Linked DNA regions of Sus scrofa: all the other regions are linked to region 1. The links are chromatin contacts, called in public HiChIP or PLAC-seq maps. All regions are on one chromosome and are shown on one strand. Each heading gives the region's core, a stretch centred on a gene start, on an enhancer-like site or on the middle of the called end of the contact. The rest is flanking DNA. Distances are from core to core; before and after follow the strand shown. Region 1 holds the start of CTSK (cathepsin K). Region 2 holds the start of ECM1 (extracellular matrix protein 1). Region 3 holds the start of ANXA9 (annexin A9).

What was found. HiChIP or PLAC-seq counts read pairs in DNA pulled down with a chosen protein or histone mark.
Region 2: a contact with region 1 is called in an H3K27ac HiChIP or PLAC-seq map of alveolar macrophages. The contact joins the promoter of ECM1 here to the promoter of CTSK in region 1. A contact is called at or near these places in 1 of 5 promoter capture datasets (fetal skeletal muscle) and 1 of 2 datasets of contacts at active chromatin or transcription factors (alveolar macrophages).
Region 3: an H3K27ac HiChIP or PLAC-seq map of alveolar macrophages shows a contact between it and region 1, with 2.4 times the contacts expected there. The contact joins the promoter of ANXA9 here to the promoter of CTSK in region 1. A contact is called at or near these places in 1 of 5 promoter capture datasets (liver) and 1 of 2 datasets of contacts at active chromatin or transcription factors (alveolar macrophages).

What each region holds. Positions count from the first base shown.
Region 1 is chr4:98,391,181-98,395,904 of Sscrofa11.1, reverse strand. It overlaps CTSK (cathepsin K), which reads right to left and starts at 2,879. Exons shown (of 7, transcript NM_214302.1): 1 at 2,756-2,879; 2 at 2,018-2,140; 3 at 1,777-1,932; 4 at 1-113. The coding sequence starts at 2,878.
Region 2 is chr4:98,630,624-98,635,347 of Sscrofa11.1, reverse strand. It overlaps ECM1 (extracellular matrix protein 1), which reads left to right and starts at 2,267. Exons shown (of 23, transcript XM_021089909.1): 1 at 2,267-2,391; 2 at 3,494-3,611; 3 at 3,728-3,792; 4 at 4,048-4,126. It overlaps TARS2 (threonine--tRNA ligase, mitochondrial), which reads left to right and starts at 30. Exons shown (of 18, transcript XM_003355197.4): 1 at 30-168; 2 at 495-691; 3 at 1,001-1,124; 4 at 2,267-2,391; 5 at 3,494-3,611; 6 at 3,728-3,792; 7 at 4,048-4,126. The coding sequence starts at 103.
Region 3 is chr4:98,240,315-98,245,038 of Sscrofa11.1, reverse strand. ANXA9 (annexin A9) reads left to right here and starts at 2,796. Exons shown (of 14, transcript NM_001243348.1): 1 at 2,796-2,845; 2 at 2,961-3,074; 3 at 3,545-3,635; 4 at 3,822-3,927; 5 at 4,705-4,724. The coding sequence starts at 3,561.

The DNA of each region.
Region 1 (4,724 bases), core at 1,630-4,129:
ACACAATCCACCAGGTTCTGGGGACTCAGATTTAAGAGTTTGCCAGTTTTCTTCTTGAGTTGGCCCTCCAGGGCCCCCACAGAGCTAAAAGCCCAACAGGAACCACACTGACCCTGAGAGACATAGCAGAGAAATTATCAGTCATTGTTGTCATACTTTGTTTATTCCTTCTACCTGTCCTATGAAATTCTATACATTTTATAAATTCTAGCACCTGTCCCCTTTGCTATGAAGTATTCCTATTTCCCTTCATTTAGCATTTATTGCATTGTTCTATTGTTCTATTGTTGTCACTATTGTTCCCATTAGCTGTACTAAAGCAGAAGAGAATACAGATCTTCCTCCAATAAATCCATTATAAATTGAAAACATAGTAATTTGAAAATGCATTTAATACCTCTAATATACTGAACATTATAGCTGAGCCTAGCCTACTTTAAACATACTCAGAACACTTAGGGTAGCCTAAAGGTGGGCAAAATCATCTAACATAAGGACTGTTTTATAATAACATGTTGACTATGTCATGTCATCTACTGAATACTGTACTGAAAGTGAGAAGCAGAATGACTGTAAGGGTACTGGTCGTTTACCCTCAGGATCACGTGACTCACTGGGAGTGGTGGCTCACTGCCACAGCCCAGCATTAAGAGATGACATCATACCACTTATCACTAGCCTGGGAAATGTTCAAAATTCAAAACTTGAAGTACAGTTTCTGTGGAATGCCTATCACTTTCACACCATCATGAAGACAAAAAAATCATAAGGTGAACCATCAGAAGGTGGGGGCCATCTGCATTGCCTGTGCAATAGAATATGACCTTGAGTAAATTACTAAACATCTCTGTACCTCACTCTCCTTATGTGTAAATTGTGGATAATAACAATATACTTAATGGGATTATAAGGATTAAAAAATTAATTCATATAAAGGATGAACTACTACGTATAATAATAATAGTCTCTCAAAAAGTGCTAGCTATTGTTATTAGTGTTTGCTCAGCTAGATTATCCATTTTTCTTTCTTTCCTGTCCTTTCTATTTTTTAAGGTTGGGGATTTCTTGAGGACACTGGTTATATTCTTAGTCATCTTGAAGCTCTGTTGCCTAGAACTATATCTGGTAGGTTCTGAAAAAAAAATGAGTTTGTTGAATAAATGCTAAATCAGCGGTTCATCTGGTTGATGTAATCAGCATAGTTAAGGTTGTGGGAAAACTGACATTCTCACGCTGGTAAGAATGTAAGATTGTAAAAACTTTTTTGGGATGATTCCCTCTGACCTATTGATTCCAATTTTAGGATTTATTTTGCATAAATATTTGTATATATGTACAAAATATATGCACACAGGTGCTTACAGCAATACCACTTATAAAAATAGACAAACCAGAAATAACTTAAATGTACAAAAATAGGTGATGAGGTGTTCCTGCTGTGGAGCAACAGGATCTGTGGCATCTTGGGAACCCTGGGATGCAGGTTCAATCCCAGGCCAGGCACAGTAGGTTAAGGATCTGGCATTGCTGCAGCTGCGGCTCAGGTCAGGTCTGATCTCTGGCCAGGGACCTCCACATGTCACAGGACAGCCAAAAAAAAAAAAAATGCTGATGAGTTAAATAACAGAATAGGCTTTATTTATTCTCTTAGCAGGGGAAGAGGTAAATTAATTCTTTGCCCTCTCTCCTGGTGTCCTCCTACCTTAAGATAAAGAAACAGAAAAAGGAAGCAGTCATGCCAGCTTATATACTCACACCCAAGAAAAAAGAGGGTACCTGGTTTTTGACAGGAGTAACATATCCTTTCTTCCGATAATCAATAGAGTCTGGGGTTCTGCCTTCCCAGTCTGGGATATAAAGGGTGTCATTACTGCGGGAATGAGAGGGGGGTACTTTGAGTCCAGTCATCTTCTGAACCACTTCTTCACTGGTCTGGTACAAAGAAGAAAGAAGCCAGGCATAAGAAAGGAACCAAGGCAAACAGGGCAGATAGACCAGGAGCTGAGGCTCAACTCACCATATCGCCCAAGTGGTTCATGGCCAGTTCATACGTATGAACCCCAAGAGAGGCCTCAAGATTATGGATGGAAATATGCTTCAGGTTTTTTTCCCAAATTAAACGCCGAGAGATTTCATCCACCTACACAGAGCATTGTCAGTATTGGCATAGACTGTATCCTGTGTAGAAAGTTACATACCTAATACCATGCAGGTTTTTAGGAGAAGAGATTAAATTTAAAATCACAGAAGTTTACAATCTAGTTGGGGAAATAATCATGGGATTGAGAGCATACAAAGAGAAATACGTAAACAAATGCAAATAATAGGATACAAACCTCTAGAGAGATGTATAGAAAAAAAAAAAAACTGCTTACGGATTAATCGCATTAATCTGAGAAGCCTTCCCGAAAGAGAAATATAAGGCAGTTATAAAGAAAAGGAAGGGTAAGACTTGATGGAGGGTGAATAGAGGATTAGGAATGGAAAGTATATGTTAAGGAGTTCCCTGGTGGCCTAGTGGTTAAGGATCCAGCATTGTCACTGCCATGATACAGTTTCAATCCCTGGCCCACAGGACTTCCACATGCCACAGGTGTGGCCAAAAAGAGAAAAGTGTATGTTAATAGTCAGGGAACAGGGGCAGATTTGCTTGAGGTAATTAAGGTATTGGGTTGAGGAAGGGAGTCTGGAACCTAGGATTGGAGGTCTCAGGTTCCAGCCCTCCCACCATGTTCCCCTCCAGGTTCCCAGGCACCTTGCTGTTATACTGCTTCCTGTAGGTCTTCTTCCATAGCTCCCACTGGGTATCCAGTATCTCCTCAGGGTATAGAGCAGAGCTCATCACAGGCAGCAGTAGTACAACCTTGAGCCCCCACATCCTGGGGGAAGGAGATAATTAGGGGAGACACTTCTATTTGCCAAGGGGTTCCTAACCTGGCTTGGGAATGAGGAAATAGCTGGAACCATATTCTCAGACCAGTAATTCTTAATCTTTAGGTCACAGACTTCCATGAGAAGCTAACAAAAATTTGCAACCCACTGTAGTCCCTCTCACCAGAAAAATGAATGCACACACAATAATTCTGGGGAGTTTATGAACCCAAAGTTAAAAACCCCTTTCTCTGAAACATGAGGCAGAAGAAAACTAGGCTTTGTAAGGAAAGCAGAAAAATTGAGGGTGATTTCCATATGATAAAACAAACAGTGATAGGAAGGGTCTGGGTTTGGATGGAGTGCTGATACCTCTGGTTCCAAGTACTTTGACCTAGGAAGATTCCACACACACACACTTGCACAGACAACCAGAAAAGGTTTAGAAAATGGACAATCAGGATGAGCACAAAAACTGCTCCAATGTCCATGCAGACTTGAAGGAGATGGAAAAAACAAATGCAGGATGGGATGAATGGGTTGGAGAATATACACAAAGGAGAGATTTCCAGCTAAGTTTTTGCTTCCTGATCATTTCTAGGCATTCTTTTGTTCTTTGCCTAAATTCTGATGCTTCTGATCTTACCAGGAGAGGACAAGGGAAATTTTGACAGCATTTCCTTTTCTCTCTCAGGTGTATTCTGTCTTCTTAGGTATTTCTTCCTCCTTTCTCTTCAGGAAACTGTCCTAATCTCAACCAGCTGCTGTGGGCAGGAAAGCTTTTCTTTCTTTTTCGACCAAAACCCCTACAAAACCCTCTGCATCTGCCTCACAGGACAAAAAACCTCAGAACCAAAGTTTGCTAGAAGAACGTTAGACAGAAAAGGAATGTTCTATGATCATTAGAGACACAGCTTTTCAGAAGTTTAGCTTCATTCACTTCTTGTGGTGGCTTGTAATTATGTGTCCTCCATTTTAAGCGCAAGTTAGTCTGTAGCAAGTCACACAGCTTGCATAATTTTCAAATTACGTCCATTTTTGTGCGATCTTTGCAAACTGACAAAATGTCCAGCACAACATTTAGTATCTGGAGTATTAAGGGGCACTGAAATGTCTTGAAGAGTAGGAAGTACTGAGCTACCACCTCCCAAACCTCTCTTCCTGTTAGTAAATTAACCCTTTGATATCTTTGGCCCAAACAAAAACCCCAAGAGGCCACTCTTTGAGGGTTGGGCAAAGGATCCTCTATATTTTTTGCTTTCACTAGCAACCACATATACGTATTTACAAATCATAAAAGGAGTCCTAAAGATTTCCAGACAGATTTTATTTGTCCAGGAAATGACCTAAGAAGGGCATTAGTTTTCATCCACAAAGCCTATAAAGTTCATTTTGATCCCCAAGTCACTATGTTCCTAATTTTCCTAAAAATGGAGAGCTAGCAGGAATGAGAAGCTAAAAGACAGAGTAAGTTGAAAACGTTACCTGCTGATGGGGATCTGTTCTCTGGGCTCGTCGCGGCAGGGAAGTGTGGATAATGTGGACGGATGACTAGGGGCGCTGGATTTATTCCATCAGGATTGCGGAAGTCAGCTCTAGCTGCTGGCTGGAAAATTTGGATAGGGGAGGGCAGTAGGGATAGAAATGCTGAAAGAGAGATTAGGGAGGAGGGAAGGAGGCAGGGGATTTGCATCGTTTCTGTGTGAATGTGGAGCACGTGGGCCAGGGTGCGGAGTTGTTAGGTATTTACTTTCACATTGCTGTCTGCCTTTGAGATCAGACCAAAAAAAAAGGCTTCAATACATATTACCCAAGTTGGGGGTTACCTTCTCTTTGGGGGACAAATACAGTCC
Region 2 (4,724 bases), core at 1,018-3,517, 240 kb before region 1:
ACCAATAGGCATGGGTATTGTTGGGCCAGCAGCCAATGAAGAATCCGACAAAAGAGAAGGAGCGATCATTTATTTGAGGCTGTGTGACGGGTCTGAAGGAACATGGGGCTGTATCGGAGGTGGCGGCGACTTCGGCTCCCAGGGTTACAAGCCTGCGGGCTGCACACGGTGCGTGAGGTACCCAAAAGTTCCGAAACACATCGGACCTAGCGCAGCTGAAGCCCAAAGTATAGGCTCTCAACCCCATCTGACACCCCCTACTCCCGCCCTACGTTCGGGACCCGGCTACCGTAGCCCTTAGGTACGCCATCTTTTTCCTAGGGTAGCCGTCTGGGGAATGTAGCACTCCCAGCCTAGGGCCTTATACCTCCCATTCTTTTTTTAAAGACTGGGATTTAAGATCATGGCCACTTAAATGTTCTCACTTCCCACTACCCCCAAGCTCAATAAGGAATTTTGGGACCTGTGTTACCTCCTAACATCTTTTCCTCCAGGCAGCTGTGCCCACTCCTCCACACTGGTTGGTAGAGCGGCTTGGCTTTTTTGAGGAGCTATGGACCGCCCAGGTAAAGAAGTTAGCAAGCATGGCGCAGAAGGAACACCGGGCTATTAAGGTATCGCTTCCTGGAGGCAGGAAAGTGGATGCTGTGGCATGGAACACAACCCCTTACCAACTAGCTCAGCAGATCAGGTACCAGGCCTTCTATACCTACCGGGTAAACCTACCTCTGTACTTTGTTTACTTGAGCAGGGAAAGAACTCTGCATGTTTATTCCATCCCCATCAAGATAGCCTTTCCTGCATATTCCTTTTTATCTGCATTAGTTTTATGGTCTCTGACCTTTCTCTATTATGCATTGAGGGGAAAAAAAAAGAAAAGATTCCAGTGTTCTGGTAATACATTTCCCCTTCGCAAGTTTAGAGTTGCTAAGGATTAGTTCCTGTCTTCCTCTGTAGCTTGTAACCTTGTCTTTTTTTATCCTCACCCCCACTGTTGAAGTTCAAAACTGGCAGATACTGCAGTAGCTGCTGTAGTGAATGGAGAACCTTATGATCTGGAACGGCCCTTGGAAAAAGATTCTGACCTCAGATTTCTGACATTCGATTCTGCAGAGGGGAAAGCAGTACGTTTCTTCCTTATTGGGATATAGGGGCTGCTAAGAGATGTTTAAGTGGGAATTTCTAGCATTTTTTTTTTTTTGCCTCAGTTTCTCCATTTTCAGTTGAGAGGGAGGCCTACCATGGACTGCTTATCTTTTTTGATTTTTTTTTTTTTTTTTTTTTTTTGTCTTTTTAGGGCTGCGCTGGAGGCATATGGTGGTTCCCAGGCTAGGGGTCAAATCGGAGCTGTAGCAGCCAGCCTACGCCACAGCCACAGCAACACTGGATCTGAGCTGCACCTGCGACCTACATCACAGCTCATGGCAAACCAGATCCTTAACCCGCTGAGCAAGGCCAAGGATTGAACCCGTGTCCTCATGGATACTAGTTGGGTTTGTTAACCACTGAGCCATGACGGGAACTCCATATTGCTTGTCTTGACTCCTGGCTAAGCTGGAAACCTAGGATGAAAGTTTTTAGTTAGCCTGGGTCTGTTAAGCAGTGATTATTTGTGTTAGTGAAAGGGAGAGGTGTTATGTTGAATACAGAATGATAATATGCCAATTTAGCCCAACTCTTGAGACAAGCATTGTAAGTTGTCATCTTGTAGCATATATTGAGTTCTTTTTTAAATTTTTGTTTTATACTGGAGCAGGGTTGATTTAAAGTGTTGTGTTTCAGGTATACAGTAGAGTGATTCAGTTATGCATGTACAAATATCAATTCTTTTTCAGATTCTTTTCCCATATAGGTTATTACAGAATATTGAGTTCCCTGTGCTATACAGTAGGTCCTTGTTATGCATATATTTAGTTTTAATGTGGCTTCCACAAATGAGCACACTACCTGGCCTCCTTTCCTTGTTCATGTCAGCTTGGAGGGCATGAAGACTGACACTAGCCTCCCACTATGCTCTGGAACCAGGAAGCACCGAGGAGTGGGGCTTACTCTCTTCTGTGCACTGCTTCTTCTGGCTGCCTTCTTTTCTGGTCAGGTTGTTTGTTGTTTACTTTTTATATTTACTGGTTACCCTCAAGGTCACGTTCCCCATATTGTGGTAGTTATTCATGCTGGTTTCACACCAGCTTCTCTGAGGAGAGGATCAGAGAGCTAGGGGCTAAAGGAGAAGGTTATGAAATTATGAACTTCTTACTTGTGAACCCAGGTATTCTGGCACTCCAGCACCCATGTCCTGGGGGCAGCAGCTGAACAATTCCTAGGTGCTGTCCTCTGCCAAGGTCCAAGTACGGAATGTGGCTTCTACCATGATTTCTTCCTGGGCAAGGAACGGTGAGTAGTGCAAGGAAGGAGAATGATTTCTTTTTTAGAGATTTCACCATATTTTATTTTCTGGGTTTTTTTTTTTTTTTTGAGATATAATTGACAAAATTATATATTTAAAGTGTTCACTGTAAACTAGCTATAATGAAAAGAATAAAAATCATTATATAAAAAGTTAAAAAAAAAAAAAAGCGTTCATGTGAGGATTTGATCTGTGTACACATTGTGAAAGGATTCCCACAATCGAGTTAATTATCACATGCTTTTTTTTTTTTTTTTTTTTTGGTCTTTTCCAGGGCCGCATCCACGCCATATGGAGGTTCCCAGGCTAGGGTTCTAATCGGACCTGTAGCCGCTAGCCACAGCCACAGCCACAGCAACACGGGATCTGAGCTGCATCTGCAACCTACAGCACAGCTCATGGCAACGCCGCAAGCTTAACCCACTGAGCAAGGCCAAGGATCGAACCCGCAACCTCACGGTTTAGTCAGATTTGTTAACCACTGAGCCACGATGGGAACTCCTATCACATGCTTTTCTGTGTGTGTGACAGTGCTGACAATCTACTCTTAGCCAGTTTCAGTTGTACAATACAAAATTTATCAACCATAGTCACCATGCTATACATTAGTTCCTCAGACCTTATTCATCTTATAGCTACAAGTTTGTACCATTCACTGAGGTCCTTTTCTGGGTGGTTTCTGAGGCCCTTTTTTGGGTGCTCAGGCATGTTTAATTTGGAGGAGAAAGAAAGTTGAGGGGAGGGTCCCTCCATGCCTCAACTCTGACCTTGGTACCACCTTCACCTTTAGTTCACGTCCTTCCTTTTCTAAATCTGCTTGGAACTACCTTCTCTAACCTTTGTGAAGTATTCAACTTTTACTTTGTCCTTCAATACTATTCTTCTAATTTTGTTTGTCCAGATTGCCTGCACTCAGCGTATAATTTCATAGAGGTTTCACTCTAGTTGTAAATTTGTACCTGACTTCTTGTTTATGTTTTCCCTAGTTTTTTGGTCTTTGCCAATAATTTTAGATGTTTCTGGAGGGCAAGATTTCACCCAGGTGATGCTCCTTCGAGGATAGAAGCCAACTAACTCTTACCTTTCTAGGACAGTCCGGGGCTCAGAGCTGCCTGTTTTGGAGCAGATTTGCCAGGAACTTGCAGCTGCTGCTCAACCTTTCCGGAGACTAGAGGCTTCCCGGGATCAGCTTCGCCAGCTCTTCAAGGTGGGAAGGAGATACACAGGTTTAGGAGGATCATCTAGAAGCGTGAGAAGGAGCGGCTCTCTCCCAGGACATCTTTATGGACATAAAGACCTGTCTTCACTCTTCCTTTCTCCTAGGATAACCCTTTTAAGCTTCGCCTGATTGACGAGAAAATAACAGGTCCAAAGGCAACAGTTTATGGGTGAGAGTTGTCAGGATTGAGGGAAACAGGGAGAGGTGGGAATGCACTAAAGAAGGCCAGAAGTGGGATAAGGGAAAAAGGATAGAAGATAATCTGTTCCTCCCAAAAAAGAAATGGGAATTGATTCTTATCTCCCAGTGCTCTCTCTTGGAATAATTCTTCACTTCCTCTTTCTGTCCGCTAAACCCCCTGAGAAATAGAAAACTAGAAGCTCGAGAATTTGGAAATCATTAACTAGACCCTTCTTTTTCCTAGATGCGGAATGTTGGTTGATCTTTGCAGGGGCCCCCACCTGCGGCATACCGGACAGATTGGAGGCCTTAAGCTGCTAACGGTCAGTTGTGAGGGCTGAGTTAGGTTGAGATTCCCGTTTTCCCTAGAGTGAGCCAGGGAATGGGAAGGTGATCCTCTGTCTTGGCCCCCTCTCTGCTCTGATAGCTATGGCGGAATCTAGAAGGAGAAGGAAACTTAGTTCCTGCCTTCTAGAAACTCCCCATTTTATGACAGATGCTGGACACCCTGCCAGGGCCCAGAAGTCAATTCTAATTCTCTGGTTGGACCTCAGCAGTAAAGGAGGAGTTCCTGTCAAGGCTCAACAGAAACAAATCCGACTAGGAACCATGAGGTTGCTGGTTCCATCCCTGGCCTGCTTCAGTGGGTTAAGGATCTGGCGTTGCCATGAGCTGTGGTGTAGATCATAGATGTGGCTTGGATCTGGTGTTGCTGTGACTGTGGCGTAGGCCAGCAGCTATAGCTCCGATTAGACCTCCCCCCCTCCCCAATCCTGGGAACCTCCATATGCCATGGGTGCAGCCTTAAAAAGCAAAAAAAAAAAAAAACCCAGTAAGGGAGGTGGTGAGGGAGGGTATGAACAGGGTCATGTGGGAATGGCTCCTGTGGTGAGATGGGGTGTGGAACACCGTTTGACAGGC
Region 3 (4,724 bases), core at 1,547-4,046, 150 kb after region 1:
GTTTGTTTGTTTGTTTTTCTCATATGGAGTTTTAGGCCAAGGATCAGACCCGTGCCACAGTTGCAACCTACACTGCAGGATCCCTGGCCTTGCTCAGTGGGTTAAGGGTCCAGTGTTGCCGTGAGCTGTGGTGTAGGTCACAGATGCGGCTCGGATCCCGCGTTGCTGTGGCTCTGGCGTAGGCCAGCGGCTACAGCTCCGATTCAACCCCCAGCCTGGGAAGCTCCATATGCCATGGGAGCAGCCCAAGAAAATGGCAAAAAGACAAAAAAATAAAATTAGAGTGTAGTTGATTTACAATGCTGTACCAATTTATGCTGTACAGCAGAGTGACTCAGTTATACATCTTTATACCTTCTTTTTAAAAAATAAATTATTTTCCATCATGGTCTACCCTAGGAGATTGGATATATTTCCCTGTGCTATACAGTAGGTCCTTATTGTTTATCCATTCTAAATGTAATGGTTTACATCTAGTAAGCCCAAAGCCTCCATCCCATTCCCTCCCCTCTCCCCCTTGGCAACCACAAGTTCTCCATATCTGTGACTTTCTTTTTTTTTTTTTTTTTTGATATTTTAGGGCTGCACCCTTGGCATATGGAGGTTCCCAGGCTAGGGGTCAAATTGGAGCTACAGCTGCCGGCCTACACCACAGCCACAGCAATGCCAGATTCTCAACCCACTGACTGAGGCCAGGGATCTAACCCTCAACCTCATCGTTCCTAGTCGGATTTGTTTCCACTGCACCATAATAGGAACTCCTATACTTCTCTTTCTGATTTACTTCACTTCATATGAGAATCTCTTTTTGCATCCGTGTTGCTGCAAATGGCATTTTTTTTTTTATGGCTGAGTAGCCTTGCATTGTATATATGTACCACGTCTTCTTAATCCATTCAACTGGACGTTTAGGTTGTTTGCATGTCTTGGCTATTGTGAATAGTGCCACTATGAACATAAGGGTACAAGTATCTTTTTGAATGAAAGTTTTGTCCATGTATATGCCCGGGAGTGGGATTGCTGGATCATATGGTATTTCTATTTTTAGTTTTCTGAGGAACCTCCATACTGTTTTCCGTAGTGGTTGTACCAATTTACTTTCCCACCAACAGTGTAGGAGGTTCCCTTTTCTCCACACCCTCTCCAGCATTTTATTAATGATGGCCATCAGGAAATGTTCTTTTATTATCATATTTCCTTGTTCAAAAAGATTTATTCAGGACTCTCAGCCTCAAAGAGGTGTGTTGCATGTGGCCGTGATGCTCTCCCACTTCACAGAAGGGAGGCTCAGCAGAACAAGCCTCGGGGATCCGGGAATCACAGGTTTAGATGCCTTCACTGCCCAGGAGCCGGGTGATAAGGACGCATCCATCAGGAGCAGAGAGTCACAGTTCTGGTCTGGGCTTTCAAAGAAGGGCCTGCTGGTCTCGGAGGGTCTCCTGGGGAGGTGGAGGGTGGCTGTAGCTCTCTCAGGTCACAAAGGCTGGCAGACGATGCAGCCGACACAGCCCACGCGAACTCTGACTGGAGGCAGACATCCTGGGTCCCTGACTCCACCCAACAGCCTGTTTTCTACTTTTTTTTTTTTTCATCTTCAGATATTTTAATTTCACAATATTCAATCCCTCATGAATATTTTGTGGTGACCTCTGTTCAACTGTTTTCTACTTTAACGGGAGAGAAAAGTGAGGAGCAGTGATTGCCACCATGGAAATCTCCCTTCGTAGCATCTCCTTAGGCCAGGCTTCTCTGAGGAAGAGCTGCAGGTCCCTCCTCAGGGATACAGGAAAACCAGTGATGACTTTCCCAGAGTGGAAGAGTGACAGAGGCATGGAGACAGCCCTCTAGCTTCTGTGTCCAGCCCTTGCCTGATCTGTCTAGGGCGGCCGGAAGGAGACGGCTCCCAGACCCTAGGGAGCCTGCTGTGCAATTTGACTAATCATCTGCTCGGGGCCCCTGAGGCTCCCCAAGACTGTTCACCTGCTGCTCTGTGCACCAACAGCCTCCAGCCCAGCTGCTGGGGTTGCATCACCTGCCGCTAAAACAGCCCTGGCAGCCAAAAGGCAACAGAAGGAATCTAAGACCCAGGGACCTAGGGAGCCTCTTTCATATCCCTGCTGCCTTTGGGAGCAGGGTGCTTCTGTCCACAGGGAACACCCTTTGCATTTTCCCCCCTTGACTCTGCTGATCTGCTCCCACCCCCCCGGGATACCTGTGCCCTTCCCTCCCCAGAGATATACACACACCCCCTCGCCCTGCCCACTCTGCTGCTCCCTCCCACTTACTCCCACTCACTACTGCTCTAATAAGGCAGTGTAGTCCAGGGAGTTTCCCGGGTTGGGACCCCTCCTCTGGGGTGCAGGCTGGGGTGCCCTCCTGGTATGTGGCCCAACAGGTTTTTCTCTATCAGCCTCCAAATCAGCCTGGAGCTTGTCTGACCTGCCCCCCAGGGAGCTGGAGTCAGAGGCAGAGCCAGGTCAGAAGCTGGACTTAGAGACTCGGCTTCTGTGGTCCCACCTGGCCCCGCACGGAAAGCAATGCACAAAAGGCTCCTGTGTCCAGGGCTGAGCTGCTGAGAGGCCAGCAGAGTTCTCTCAGAGGGGTTGAGGCCCAGTTCCTGAGAGGAGAGCTGTGGGAAGGGAGGTGTTTGCACACGGGACCCGGTACAGCCTGGTCCTCTCCCACACTTGGGAGGGGCCAGAACCTGAGAGGACAGCCTGGCTGGTCTGCTGGAGAGGTCATCTGACTGGTATTCAGCTTGGGCTGCACACGCCCCCCTCTCTGACACCAGGCCACACAGGAGCTGGTGCCCACATCAGGCACACCGCGCCCCCAGCACCTCTGGGTAAGCACTGGACCTGGGCTCTCAGGCTAGAGGGTTAGGGGGGACTTGGGGCTCTCTTGGGGGAGGAAGAAGGGAGTTCTCCTTTTCCAACATGAGTGTCTGCTTGCCTCTCCAGGCACCCATGGACCCACAAGAACACATAATCACATCTGCACAGAGACTGCACCTACTGACCTAAACATCCCAGCCAGAGACCCTGAGGGTGAAAGGCAGACAGCCCTGTGGGCAGGTGGCCGGCCTTACTTGTAGGCTGGGCTGAGGTGGGGGAAGGGGCTGTTATCTCCCATCCCACATACTTAGTCTTGCCACCTCGCCTCACCTCCCCAACAACACAGCGCCAGGAGCACCCAGCCAGGCCATACAAGGAAGGGACGTGGACCTCAGAAAGGGGTCATCCACCTTAGACCGACAGTTGGGGAGCCTTGGGATCCACCCTAGAGTCCGGGAGGGTTTGTTTGGTCCTAGTTCTAGCAGCATCCCTGATCAAGCCTTGCTTCCTAAAGGACGGTGAGTCAGGGGGAAGGTGGGGGCTCCCCTCTTTCCCTCCTCTTGGCCTCTCAAAACTGCCCAGCAGGTTGTTCTTTTTTCTGCAACAAGGGAAAGGAACAGGCAAAGACTCTGGGACTTGGGCGGGGGGGATGCATAAAGAGTCCCGGGAGGATTGGGATGTCCCCCTGAACTGGCTTCTGTGTCCCTCAGGGCAGCCAGACGCACCATGTCTGTGACCAGTGGGAAGACAGGAGCGTCCCTGACTGAAGAGATCCTCAACCACCTGGGCCTTGCTGACAAGGTAGGGGCTTCTGGAATGGTAGGAATTTTGTTGTTGTGGTTGTTGTTAAATCAACCCAGGGGCTGGGGGAGTGGGGGATGGGGAACAGGAAAAGGAGAGCCCACCTCAAGGCTGTGCCAAGGGCCTGGCCGCGGCACTGGGGAGGGGCACGGGCAGATGCTGGCACCCCCTACCATGGTCTTACAGACTGCAGCTTGGGGAACCCTGGGCACCCTCGGCACCCTCAGGACCTTTCTGAGCTTCAGCGTGGACAAGGATGTGCAGAGGCTGCTGAGGGCCATTGCAGGCCAAGGTGAGCGCCTTTCCCTCCGCACTCGGGCATCTACCCTTAGAAACCAGTCAGGGGACTTCCCGTCCTGGTTCAGCGGTTAATGAACCCAACCAGTATCCATGAGCACGCAGGTTCGATCCCTGGCCTCTCTCAGTGGATTAAGGATCTGGCGTTGCTGTGAGCTGTGGTGTAGGTCGCAGACACGGCTCAGATCCCGCGTTGCTATGGCTGTGGTGTAGTCTGGCGGCTACAGCTCCAATTCGACCCCTAGCCTGGGAACCTCCATATGCCACGGGTGCGGCCCTAAAAAAGACAAAGGAAAGAAAAAAGAAACCAGTCAGGAGATCAAGAAGGAGCCAGGAAGAAGGAACTGACGGTACTCAATAGATGTTTGTGGAATGCCCTAATTCCTGTTTATCAAGTACCACGGTAGGCATGTCATCCCCATTCTCACAACACTCCTGTGAAGCAAGTCTTACTATTTCCATTTCACAGATGAGGAAACTCAGGGAGGCAAAGAGCATGCCCGAGATCACACAGCTCATAATGGCAGAGCTGGGATTCTTATCCAAGTCTGTGATCCCCAAAGGCCCATTTCCCCCTCAACACTTTTGCTGGATTGAGTCAGATTTGCATGCCATATTGTCATCTTCTTTGAGATCAAATGGAAGTGGGGGATGATGCCGCTTTGTCATCTCCTCCTCTGGAAGCTCCTAGTCGGGAGTAAGGGCATCCTCACCCTGTAAACACCCTGGCTGGCCTCTACCCACCAGCAGCCCCGTCCTCATCTTGGCTCAGGTGTGGACCACAATGCCATC